Regions from separate parts of the Zea mays genome. Here region 1 is linked to region 2. The links are chromatin contacts, called in public Hi-C maps. All regions are on one chromosome and are shown on one strand. The core of a region is the stretch at or near the end of the contact, and the rest is flanking DNA. Distances in the headings are between cores, read along the strand shown. Region 1 holds the start of LOC103650840. Region 2 holds the start of LOC103650833 (squamosa promoter-binding-like protein 2).

The links. Hi-C and Micro-C count contacts between places; a contact is called where the count stands out from the background.
Region 1: a Hi-C map of bundle sheath shows a contact between it and region 2, with 4 times the contacts expected there. The contact joins the promoter of LOC103650840 here to the promoter of LOC103650833 in region 2. A contact is called at or near these places in 8 of 25 Hi-C or Micro-C datasets (bundle sheath, ear, endosperm and 3 more).

Annotation. Positions count from the first base shown.
Region 1 is chr3:161,799,364-161,805,564 of Zm-B73-REFERENCE-NAM-5.0, reverse strand. LOC103650840 reads right to left here and starts at 4,938. Exons shown (of 2, transcript XM_008676426.3): 1 at 4,319-4,938; 2 at 3,199-3,254. The coding sequence starts at 4,653. The coding sequence ends at 3,233. It overlaps LOC103650841, which reads right to left and starts at 1,222. Exons shown (of 2, transcript XM_008676431.2): 1 at 1-1,222.
Region 2 is chr3:161,582,512-161,588,918 of Zm-B73-REFERENCE-NAM-5.0, reverse strand. LOC103650833 (squamosa promoter-binding-like protein 2) reads left to right here and starts at 5,001. Exons shown (of 3, transcript XM_008676419.2): 1 at 5,001-6,407. The coding sequence starts at 6,386.

The sequences.
Region 1 (6,201 bases), core at 3,689-6,188, 220 kb before region 2:
TGGGGCCACTGGTCAGCGATAATAGGCGCACAGTCACGTGGAGTCATAGGTCGGGTATCCGGGAGACCGTGTGGAGCCACAACGGAGACTGAGGAGTGGGACCCGATGTCATTGGCTGGAGCACCGAGGGTCGAGGTGGGCTGGCTGGTGCGTGAGAGAAACAAGGAAGATGGGCCGAGGATGTGGCATTAGGCCCAAACGCAGGAAAGTGTTTTCCTTTTTTTTATTTCCTATTTTCAAATTCCAATTAGATTTTAAATTCAAACAAAGTTCTAATTTGCACACCAAAAATATATTTCAACATAAATGCAAGGTTCATGTATTAAGTTTATTCATTTGTTTATTACCTTATTTATTTAGGCAATATTTTCAATATGCAACACAAAATATTCATTTTACGAAAGTATTTCGAATGTTTAGTCCATTAGAGGTTCATTCCAAAGCTTCATTATTTATTACTTATTCTATTTTATGAAGAAATATCTTTTAGTATATAATTACTTTTACGAGAAAATACTCTTATTTAGATCTCAGGATTAGATATATGTGTATATATATATATTATCTCTTTCTTTTATTATTTCATGATATATTTTTTTCTACCAAGTTTTTGGGCTTTACAAATCCTACCCCCCTTAAAAATAATCTCGTCCTCAAGATTTGTAAGAAAAGGGATACAGACGGATTGATTTGTAATTCAGTTTTTAATCTATAATTGGTTCAAAAATCCAGGGTCTCATATATATTTTTGTCAATAGTGGGTGATTAGGAGAGCATAGGTATCCAGCTACTTATTAGGTAGGATATAAGAGATGGTTAGGTTAGGGCAAGAATAGCATGGGGTAAGAAAGTTTACGGTGAGAAAAACTCCATGCTGGCTGGTAATGCATCTGAATGTCGAGTTTGACTTCTCTCCTCCCTTGACGAGGTTGATCTTTTCTCCTCGGGTCTTGGTCTCATTGATTCGCGGTGAGTGCATATCATCGGGGTTGGGGAATATGGTTAGGATAGATATGGATGAGATAGACTACATGATGTAGGTCAAAAGTTTGCTTGATGTTAGGTGGGGATAAATAGATTATACAATCCATCATGACTCTATTGGTTGGGTTAGATCTCATGCATGTGGCTGAGTTGGTCTAAGGCACTAGTTTAGTTTCAAGTGCATGAAGGGTATGGCCTTATCTTTTGTACCAGCATTAAGTAACTTACTCTAAATTAGATCATACTAGATTAGATAAAATCTAGATTAGGTTGGATATGACTAGATTAGACTGGTTAAGATCTATTTAATTTGCATTAGATCATGGTTGTTAAACTAGGGTGGATAAGTATGCTTATTAGGATAAGATGGATCAATAAAGATAAGATGGAATCTTTTGAGGTTAGTAAGATCTATTAGGATATGATAGAATCTTTTTTTTTGGAATAAGATGGATCTATTAAGATAAGAAAAAATATTGTAAGATAAGATGGATCTATTAAAATAAGAGAGAATCTTTTAAGATAAGAGAGAATCTTTTAAGATAAGAGAGATCTATATGAAATAGATAATCTAAGTTGTTTAGTTATCTTATGAATTCTATTTATGTTTATATGTATATGCAGATGTAATTATGGACATCACTCCACAACCCATCACACTCAATCAAAGATCCAAATCATACAATCATAAGAACAAGCACTCAAGCATATAGATATCTTAAAAAAATAGTTTTATTTTTGTTCCTAAGAGTAGGTCTCCTATTCCTAAAGGTCACTTTAGGTACAGGATTTCAAAGTGTGAAATCCACATTTGTCTTTAGAAGTGAAAAGGTAAGAATAATCAGAGTAAAGCGGAAATAGATAAGGAAAGATTAAGAAAAGTTTAGAAAAGAATCAGAGTAGCAAAGGTAAGTAAATAAAAGTTGTCCAATTCTATCTAGGTTTCGTCCTACAGTCAACATTCCTCTGATACCACTTCTGTCACACCCGGATTTTAGGGGTCCAAGGCCCGGGCGCGAACATAATCACTAGGTGTGCTGGGACCAAGTCTCACACATATGATGATTCATGGCACAGGATCAAATGTCACATCTTTACTATATAATCGGAGTTTTGTACAAAATAAATAAATAAATACATTATATGGAGACAACGGTCCAGCAACCCAAAGTTGACTGGGAGACGACGACCTAGACCTCTCACGAACTCGTCACAACATCCTCCAAGCGCCTCATCCTGTGGTACCTGCTCTTGACCTGTGGGGGGTGTGAGACAGCAAGAGTGAGCTCACATACGTTCATCGCTCAACAAGTTGTGGGGAATAATGTGCATGAACTCGCCAAAGGTGGGAGCTCACGTGAAGTGTAAGGCTTACCAAAGAGGATGGTTAGAGCTGAGCATTGCTTTTAAAGTTGGTCAAAATTTTATTAGCAATTACTAAGTATAAGTAAATACCAACCCAATTAAATAGTAGAACAAAAGTAACATCATCACCTGCGATGCAATGCATATGACAAATTGAATTTAGTTCCATAAGTTAATCATGTGAGGGTCCGAGCTGCTCATGACCGTGAGCACGGCTAGTATACCAGTTTTACACTCTGCAGAGGCTGCGCATCTTTACCCACAAGTCATGTTACCCATCTGCCAAGGGATCGCGACTTCCCATACACCTCTACCGAGGAGGCGAGGCTGGGTAACACTACGAGGCCTTTACAAAGTTCCACTAGCTTCAGAAAACCCGCTACAGTTTATAGGAAGCTCCAATGCAGGAATCCCTTGCAGGACCGCCATCGCAGCAAAATCCTCCCGAGGGCCTCCCTACACTGACCACTCCCGTACTGCCCTTGCCCCTTTCGGGTAAGGTAGTCTTCCACTAGCTTTCCTAATTAATCGGCCAAGGGCGTCCCATTAAACCCTTGTGGTAGCACTGTTTTCCCGGGTGGTTCTCCATGTTCCAATTAACATAATGATCTTATCATGAACAGTGATAATAAACAGATAATAAAAGTGTGATCATGAATAATGTATCTTCATACCCAAAACCACATAAAGCACTAGCAAGTACTACCCAAAAAGTTCAGTGGTAAACAAGGTATAAAGATAATCAAACTAGGGTAACCTATTGGGTCCCATCAAAATTAACCTATGCAGATCATTATGATTAATTAGAACATGAGTGGGTAAAAAGAAGTGATCAAGGGCACAACTTGCCTGAGACTTGAGATTCCAGGTATCAACTTGCTCTTCAGATGACACGTGACCTCGCTCTAGTCGTAGCAATACAAACAAACAGTGTATAGGCAAAATTAACATCACACCAGACATAAGAACAAACTGCATAATAAGATTCTATGCGTTGCTACAAGATCGTAGAAACAAGAACTGCTAAATTCGAAGCTACGGTTATTAAGTTATGAATTTTCGAAATTATTTAGTGCTTAGAATAGATTAATCCTAATGAACAATTTTAACTTAAGTTTCATGGCTAAATAGTGTTACTAGTTGATAGACAATATTAAAACAAAATTATTGCAACTAGAATGGGTCAATTCGGAGCTAAAATAGATTTTCTAGAAATTACACAAGTTCTAGAATTATTTTTGTGCTAGAAAAGTATTTTCTATATTGTTTTTCCTATTTTCTTAAGTCACTGGACTGAGCGCATAAAATCCAGAGAGCTCGGGGGCTAATCCACAATTTATCCCGAGACTTAGTTTTCCCCCGCACGGGACGGCGGGTTGATTCAGATAATTCACGGGGTCGTTTACGCAAAATGCCCAGGTCGAAGGGGTATGGGCCAATCGTGGCCGTTCGATCAATGGTGGGCGGTATGGATTAGATCCATAGACGTCAGAACCTGTAATTCTACGCGAACCCTTGGATTACCGATCAAGGGCCAGAATCTGCCCACGACAACCTCCAATCCGACCCGTTCGCCAAAGATCCAGCGGTGGACAACCCACATCTAATCCCCACCGTGTATAACCCATCCAACGCGCCAAAGATCATCTTCCTCCTATCAGCCGGAACGCAGCTGCGCGCAGGCCCTCCCGCGGTGGACCTCCATTGTGCCATGGGAGAGAGGCTCTCGGCCACCATGCCGGAGCTGCACATCATGAGCTGAGCCGCTCCAGCGAGGGAGGGCCCCACGGCCTTCTTCCCCAACACGCCCAACCAAAAGCCACTACGGCGGCGGCCAGCTCCGGTACGGAGAAGCCATGGTCGAGAACACATTCTGCCACAATCCACAGCCCACGACGCTGGACATACTCCATCGAAACGAACGAAGCTACGGGCGGCGGAGAGGAGAACGAACCCAAAACGAACTTACCCGAGGAATTTGGGGATGCGGCGCGGTCCGTCCATGACACGGGGCGGATTGCACGGTGATGTCGACCCCATTGAGGATTCATCCCATCTCCCCCGGTTGACCACGATCTTCTTCGCGGGAACCAGACGGAGCAGTACGTTGTATTCAAGTATAGGCTCACTGACCTTTACAAGCTCGCCGGAGGGGATGGTCATCAGCGCGATTTGGCAGGGCGAAGCTCTGGCCTGCACGCCGACGCACGCGGGGGTCTGGTGCATGGTGGATACGGCGAAGCCAAGCGATTCTTCCTCCTTGTGAAGACCGGCAGCAGCCGATCCGGCTCGCCACGGCGCCATGGTTGGCCATACGTGCCGTTTCCACAGCAACAGGCGCCACGCACGGCCCGCGTCAATACTCCACGGCTAGCACACAACGCGACCCCTCTCTCTTTCTCTCTCTTCGATGAAGCTCGGTGCGATTTTCCCAATGGCAGCGCGCCCCACATCACCCTGGCGCGAATCACCTGGTGCTGGCGCTCATGGCCGAGGCTCTTGCTATTTATAGAAGAGCAGGCGCAAATTTTACGGAGGGCAAGGGGTAACCGAATCCGCCATTACAGGAGCGACTGCTACGCTAGCAAATCACCGATAGCGATGGCCACGGCGAGATCTCCGTTCCGCGGTTCAGTTGTAGCCATCAGGGGGAAGATGGCTCCTGGCGACAAGGCCCACAAGTCAGCCACCAATGAGGGTGGGGCCACTGGTCAGCGATAATAGGCGCACAGTCACGTGGAGTCATAGGTCGGGTATCCGGGAGACCGTGTGGAGCCACAACGGAGACTGAGGAGTGGGACCCGATGTCATTGGCTGGAGCACCGAGGGTCGAGGTGGGCTGGCTGGTGCGTGAGAGAAACAAGGAAGATGGGCCGAGGATGTGGCATTAGGCCCAAACGCAGGAAAGTGTTTTCCTTTTTTTATTTCCTATTTTCAAATTCCAATTAGATTTTAAATTCAAACAAAGTTCTAATTTGCACACCAAAAATATATTTCAACATAAATGCAAGGTTCATGTATTAAGTTTATTCATTTGTTTATTACCTTATTTATTTAGGCAATGTTTTCAATATGCAACACAAAATATTCATTTTACGAAAGTATTTCGAATGTTTAGTCCATTAGAGGTTCATTCCAAAGCTTCATTATTTATTACTTATTCTATTTTATGAAGAAATATCTTTTAGTATATAATTACTTTTACGAGAAAATACTCTTATTTAGATCTCAGGATTAGATATATGTGTATATATATATATTATCTCTTTCTTTTATTATTTCATGATATATTTTTTTCTACCAAGTTTTTGGGCTTTACAGCCTCGCCCGACCCAGGGGCTCGGACTCGACCACGGCCACGGAAGACAGACTCGACCTCGACCTCGACCTCGGAGGAGCCTCCACATCGCCCAACCTAGGGCGCGGACCGACCACGTCGACAGGAGGCGCCATCATTACCCTACCCCAAGCTGACTCAGGCTATGGGGAAGAAGACCGGCGTCCCATCTGGCTCGCTCCGCTAGATAGGCAATGATGGCGCCCCGCACGCTCTGTGACGACGGCGGCTCTCAGCCCCCTTACGGAAGCAAGAGGACGTCAGCAAGGACTCGACAGCCCCGACAGCTGTCCTTCCGCTAGGCTCCAGCGCTCCTCCGACGGCCACGACACCACACGAACCGGGTGCCAAAACCTCTCCGGCTGCCACGACGGCATGTACTTACGGCGCTAGCTCTCCTCCGCTAGACACGTAGCACTCTGCTACACCCCCATTGTATACCTGGATCCTCTCCTTACGCCTATAAAAGGAAGGACCAGGGCCCTCTTACAGAGGGTTGGCCGTGCGGGGAAGAG
Region 2 (6,407 bases), core at 3,752-6,251:
GGAAATGTCATCATGGTCTTGTAGACGATATGGTCTGCAGTATGGCTTTGTACTTGTTGCTGACTTGTGCTCGCTTGATTTCTGCTGAGAGCTGAGGCCAGAGCCGAGGGCTCGGTCACGCACCCGAGCCCTCCTGGCGAGGGATTTGTCCATACCGTAGTGGTTGACACATTACTAAGTATGGTAAAAAATCATGCTCTGTAGTGTCTGATAATGTTAGGCACCTTTCCGTTGCAGATATTGAGGTTAGAAACACTAGTAGAAAAGAGCTCTAAGCTGACAAGGTTTAAGTGAAACTTATAAAATTTTGACTAGCATTGACTATTTTGTTATGTAGTTTTAAAACCAATATTTATATGCACTGATTTGTCTTAAAAAGTAATTTTATAACTAATATTTAAAACCAATACTGTTTTATAACAAATATTTGTTTTAAAAACTAATATTTAAAACCAATAACGTTTTGAGCAAGGCATAAGTCTGCCCGAGGTCGCGACCGAACCCGCTCTAGGATTTTGAAGATGTGTGTCATAGTTGAAGGAGTGGCCTCTTGTGGGATTCACAGGGAGCAGGTAGCCGAAGCCGGGCTCGGGTGATGCGGAGTTTGACCCGAGATCGAGCTCTACTTCGAACGAGACAGAGTTTGCGACCAAGGGCTAGCCTGTACCCTTGTCGTATTGTATGTCCCGTCAGGAGTTGGCAGATGGCGTGCAGGAATAGTGTTTGCATGCATAATCATAGTTGGTGAATCTTTGACAAGTCTACGATCTTGTTACTCATGTACACATGTAACCCTGTGTAGATTAGGTAAGCATATTGATTGCTGCTATTCCCGGTGAACTTTGGTTGAGTCTTGTTCCAGATTTGTCTCCTTACCGGAGGCGGATAAGAAAGAAGAGGCGGAAGAGATGGAATAGGAAATAATGAAGAAGAACAAAACTTTTTTTTTCTGTTTTTGTTGTCGGCCAAAAAAAAACTTTGGACCGTATTGGTGCTTAGTGTTTGGTTACGGAGTATGCATGGGAGACAGGGCTTTGAGTTGATTTCATGTATGACATAGTATGGCATAGTGACTAAAAAAATGCTTAGAGCTAGTTTGGTAACACTATTTTTTTTAAGAATTTTTATTTTCTAAAGTAAATTAGTTCATCTTCTGTTGAAAAAATGGAAATCTCATAGAAAAAATGGAGTTTTTAAACTAGTCCTTAGATGCTGAATTATTTGCCTCAGTAAAATCTACCGGACGGCATGGAGCCGACTATGCGTACACGTCACGTATATGCCGGCCGGTATACGCCAATAATCCATGCATGCGACGTCATAGCCGTCGTGGAACTGAGCTGTATATACGTGACCCCTGTCTGGTGGGTGTGTGTGTGCATGCATGCATGCATGGCGACTAGCTATCCCGGCAAGATAGGTCCCCGGCCCCTTGGATCGGCCGTGCCGGCCGGCACAGGCGCGCTTACGGACTGACAGCGGAGGACGGCCGGAACCGACGGCCCTTCCGTCCGGCCTACCTAGCCGCGCACCAACCGCAACGGCCGCCGGGAGGACCACGCTGGGGGGCTAGCTAGCTAGTTCCGCCATGGGCGCGCGCGGCCGCCCTGCACCACTTGGCGCGGTCAGATGAGAAGAGAACAGAGTGTGAACAGTGGACTATGCGCGGCGAGCGAGGGCGCCACCGGACCGGAGGGGAAGCCACACGCACGCATGCAGCCCGCGGACCGCGGTACACGCGCGCGCGCATTCATGCATGCCGCGGTGCATGGCTTTCCGGGCGTGACCGCGTTGCGAGAACACTGTTGCCGTGCTGACCACCACACACCACACGCACGTTGCCCTCCTGCATTGTGAGATGCTCGCACGCATTACTACCGCCTCCGTTAGAAAACAAAATGTACACTGTTAAACATATTCTGTCACTAGTCTAATGGCATGTCTACTATATGGATGGTTCTTATTGGTATTTTTTATTATTTATAAGATTTGAAGCATGTTTATTTCTACTAGTATGCGCTTGAACTGCATGCGTGGGCGACCACGACCACGACCGGCCAAACGAGGCAATGGATGGGACTCGCTCACTCGCTGACTTGACCAATCGTAGCCGGCGGGCCGGCCGGCCGGCCCGGGTGGCAGTGGCAGAGCGATCGCCATCATGCATCAGGGCTACTACTAGAGCTGCAGACTGCGACGCCGCAGCGATCCATATCCATGCATGCTGCGCGAAGACAGAGGGTGCAACACCACACGACACGACACCCATGATGGCGGCAGCGGCACCGCGCGACAGACAGACAAGCCGAAGCCGGCGAGGAAACCCAAGCACGCAAGGCAGCAGGATCGATCGGTCAATGCAGTGTCGCTGCAAGTCGTTGCTGCGTTTCAAATGTGCTAGCTGCAGCTGCATGCAGCCGTTCGATTCGGGGGTTCCGTTCCACTGTATAACGGTCAAAGACTCGAAGGGAAGGCCGCACGCCATGTTAGGCAAAGCAAATTGTTGCCTCATGCCTGCCAGCAGATCCTACTACTCTATTGTAGTACGTACGTACAAAGTAGTAGCACCTCTCTACGTACGCTCGTGCAAAGTAGAATCTACAGTGCGTGCGTGCGTGCGTCGTCTTCATGATTGAACTGTGCCTCCAGCACGCAGTGCATTGCAGTTACCCCGTGGTAAGTTCGTTCGCTGTAGAACGTAGTACTCGAACACTCGGTAATATAACTTGCTGTGGCGCAGGCAGCGTACGTATAGCGGCAGACAGACCAGTTTCATCAGAACCCCATGCCCATGGTGGTGGCGCATCCACATCTCTGACATATGGCTCTTGCTACGCTACGCTGGCTACTGTACCGTGTCCCTCCCTCTGCAATGCCTGCGGTACTTGTCCTGTGAGTCAGTCACTGTAATCTCAAAGCCACAGCCAGCCAGCCACCCAGCCAGGCAGGCTCACGTCTCAGATCCTCTTCTCTGATTCTTTTCTTCTCACGAGGCTGCAAAATCTCTGCCTTGCTTTTGGTTAACACAGGTGCTCCTGGATCAGGCCCTTGTTTCTAACAAAAATACAAAAAAAAAAACACCACTAACAAGTTTGCTGGTCTGTCAAGATGGCTCCATATACTCCAACAAGTACCTCTAAAGGATCATGTACCCTAAATTTAAAGGATAAGGTTATCATCTACTCTTTTCAGCAACGTACTCTAAACGGTCGTTTAAATTTAGAGAACGCTGATGAATCCTCTATATATAGAGTTTCTCTAAACAGTTCTCTATTCATTTGAATACTTTAAACAACCGGTTTAGCAAAACTAAAATATGTACAATACATTTAAGAATATGACAAATACGTATGTACAAAATTAAAAATTAAAAATATCTCTAATATAGGTATTTATGTATATAAGACGTGATTTGAAGGATGTTGTTGGAGATGAAGAAAATATAGAAATAAAATTTTTTAGAGAAGACTATAAATGAGAGATATAATAGATGAATATAAAAAACTATTGCTGGAGACGGTCTTAACCGGAGGAATCGCTCCTGGCTGGCTGCAAACCACGGACCCTCGCCACCAAGGCAGCACCTACGTGTTGGTGAGCGGGCCGGCCAAAGATAGAAAGATAGATAACCACGTTCTGTCCCTGTGCCTCTCTCAGAACAGTACGCGCGCGACTCTTTTTTTCTTGACCATTGGTCAGCGTGTGAAAACTAGGAACCAAACAGTACGGCATCGCATCACTACTACGACTAGAGCTAATCAAGACTTGGGAACTTGGACCTCACGTAGTTCCATAGCTGCATCGGCGGCAGCGGAGATAAAAATAATAATAATCCTCGTCAGGGGAATAAAACTATGCTCTTAATTACAGTCCTCTCCCTGCTGAGCAAATTGAAAAGAAAGGCGTAGATACAATACACTTTGCTTCGCTAGAGGGACCACGTCGTCAACCCAACACAAAGGAGCTAGGTAGAGAGAAGTCGACCATGCACACAGCACATTCTTCACACCAAGGTGCTTTAAGAATATATGTTACTTTTTTTTCGGTCGAGGCTGTAAACAAAGCCGTCCGCTAGCTGCTCACAACTAGGAGTATATGATATCGGTTTGTTTCTGTTCCATGAAAGCCAATTCGCCGGTTCCGCTTATTTTATGTAAGCGCGGAACCTGTATTGTACTCTTATCGCTACAAAAGGTGAAAAAATATATATGGATGTTCAGTACATGTCGAGGCGAATCTCGGAAATACTATCGTATTCGCGATGCGTGGTACCAATGCTTCTCGCACTCTTGACGCCGTTTTTAACAATTCTATTATATGCTTCAATCTATACCGACTTCTACTGTATTTATAGTGTCTTGTCTTTGTGGATTGTAGCTGTAACGGTCCAAACAGATAGCTTTAGTCTGATCAAGGAAGAAAATGAAAAACACATGCTAAAATGTTTAAACCTTAGAATCTACTAAGGGTAGCACAGCAAAGGAAGGAGAAGTGCTAGGAAAGAAAGGCTCTACGGACTACGTAGATTGTCTATCATATCAAGCTCTACGTGAGTGTGACAGTGACAAAAGGGAAAGAAAAATACATGCTCAGATGTTCAGACCTCAGGACCCAAGAATAGCACAGCAAAAAAAAAAAAAAAGAAGGAGGAGACGCCCTAGAAAAGAAAGGCTCTATCTACCGTGGATGTGGGCATATAAGCTCATGCATCTCATGACACGCGCTTTTGGGAGTGCATGGAGCAATATTGGATGATGCCGTGGTGCGCTCTGGCTGTGGTCTGTGAAACATGACCATGTCAGCTGGGACGAGGCAGCATGGCACAGTAGCACACAGCAGCGGCAGCGGCAGCACAGCACAGAACACAAAAACGCAGTAGGGAAAAGAAAGAAGAAGACAGGAGAAAAAGCTGCTCCTCCTGCCCCTGCGCCTGCCTAACCTCCCCTCTCCTCCCTTTTTTCCATTGCTCCTCCATGTAAATCCAGCTCTTTCCCAACTTTTGTACTTTTCCCCCCCCTGCCCTCCACCTCCACTCCACCCCCGCTACAAAAGGTGAGAGGGAGGAGGAGCCTCTGCACTTAAGTTTTATTAGTCCTTCTCATCAGCCATCAGAGCCCCTCTATCTCCGGGTTTCTGTTAACGAGTATTGTATTTTAATTAGGAGGGAGTGGTTCAGCTGGTGCGCGCAGTGGTAGCTCTCCTCATCTTTGCCGCCTTGCCCATTTGCTGGCGCAGTGACTGAGCTTCCTTGCAACCCCACTTGAGAAGAAACCAATCCTCAAGCGCAAGGAGGCAAGGCAAAGCCTACTCATAGGGGCTGCCGAGCTGAAGGAGCAAACCGGAGGAAAAGGCAGTAGTAGCTAGCTAGCAGCAACCACCAAAGAAGGGAGAATCCTCCACCTTGCTCTTGGTGGATGTTCTTCACTGCATTGCCTTCAGCCACTCCGTCCTCCGCTTGCTTCTTGTTCGAGAGTGGTACCTGCTGCTGCTTCTTCTTCTTCCCTTTTTATCTCTGAAATCTTTTGCCACACATCCATCTGCTTGCTGCTGTGTGTCTGTCTGTCTGTCTGATTCCTTATTTCCTTCTCCTTCTCCCTCTCCCACCTACCCTCCCCAACCACACATCACACCCACACACTGTATGTTTACTGCCATTGGTAAGAAAATAAAGAAGGGGGGAGTCGAGTGAGCAGTGGGAGGTGCCCCCAGCTCGCCTCTCGGGTCTCGGCAATTATTGCCACCTTTGGAGTTTGGAGTCCTCCAATAGGAGTCTCCTCCGTCGTCGTCCTGTTCCTGTGCTGTCTGCAACCACTGGCACTGCCCCGCCCCCTTCCCTCCTCTTCCTTGCCTTCCCTCGCCTCGTCCGCCTTTTTCTCGGAGGAGAGGAGGTGCTTGCTTCCATCCATCCATCCGTGTCCTCCGCTCGCTTTAAAGCTTAACCCACCGCTCTGCCCGGCGGGCGGCCGAGCACCCAAGAACCCAGCCCCTTGTCTCGTCCCTTCCTTTCTTGCCGCTCCCGCCCGCTGCTCTTGGATTCTTTAATTGCATGCTGTTGCTGTTGCTGCCGCCGCCGCCGCCGCCGCTGTGATCTCTCTCTCTCTTTCCCGTCCTCCAAAGCTTTTTGGTTGCCATCAACTTTGCTTTTGCTCTCTGGGCGAGCAGTACACAGCTGTTGTTCCGTCTCCAACGGCCTGCGCACGCAGCAGCAGCCAGCAGAGCAGAAAGGCCTCCCAAAATCCACCATTTCGGAGCCGGCCGCCACCAGCGACGGAGGTGCCTGCCTGCTTGGGTTGAGTCCCGAGGAGAGAGCTGCTACTCCCTGTGCAAGGATCCCGACAACAGGCAGGCACGTACACGCGCGTCGGCCTGGGGACGGGCTGTCGCCATGGACTGGGACGCCAAGATGC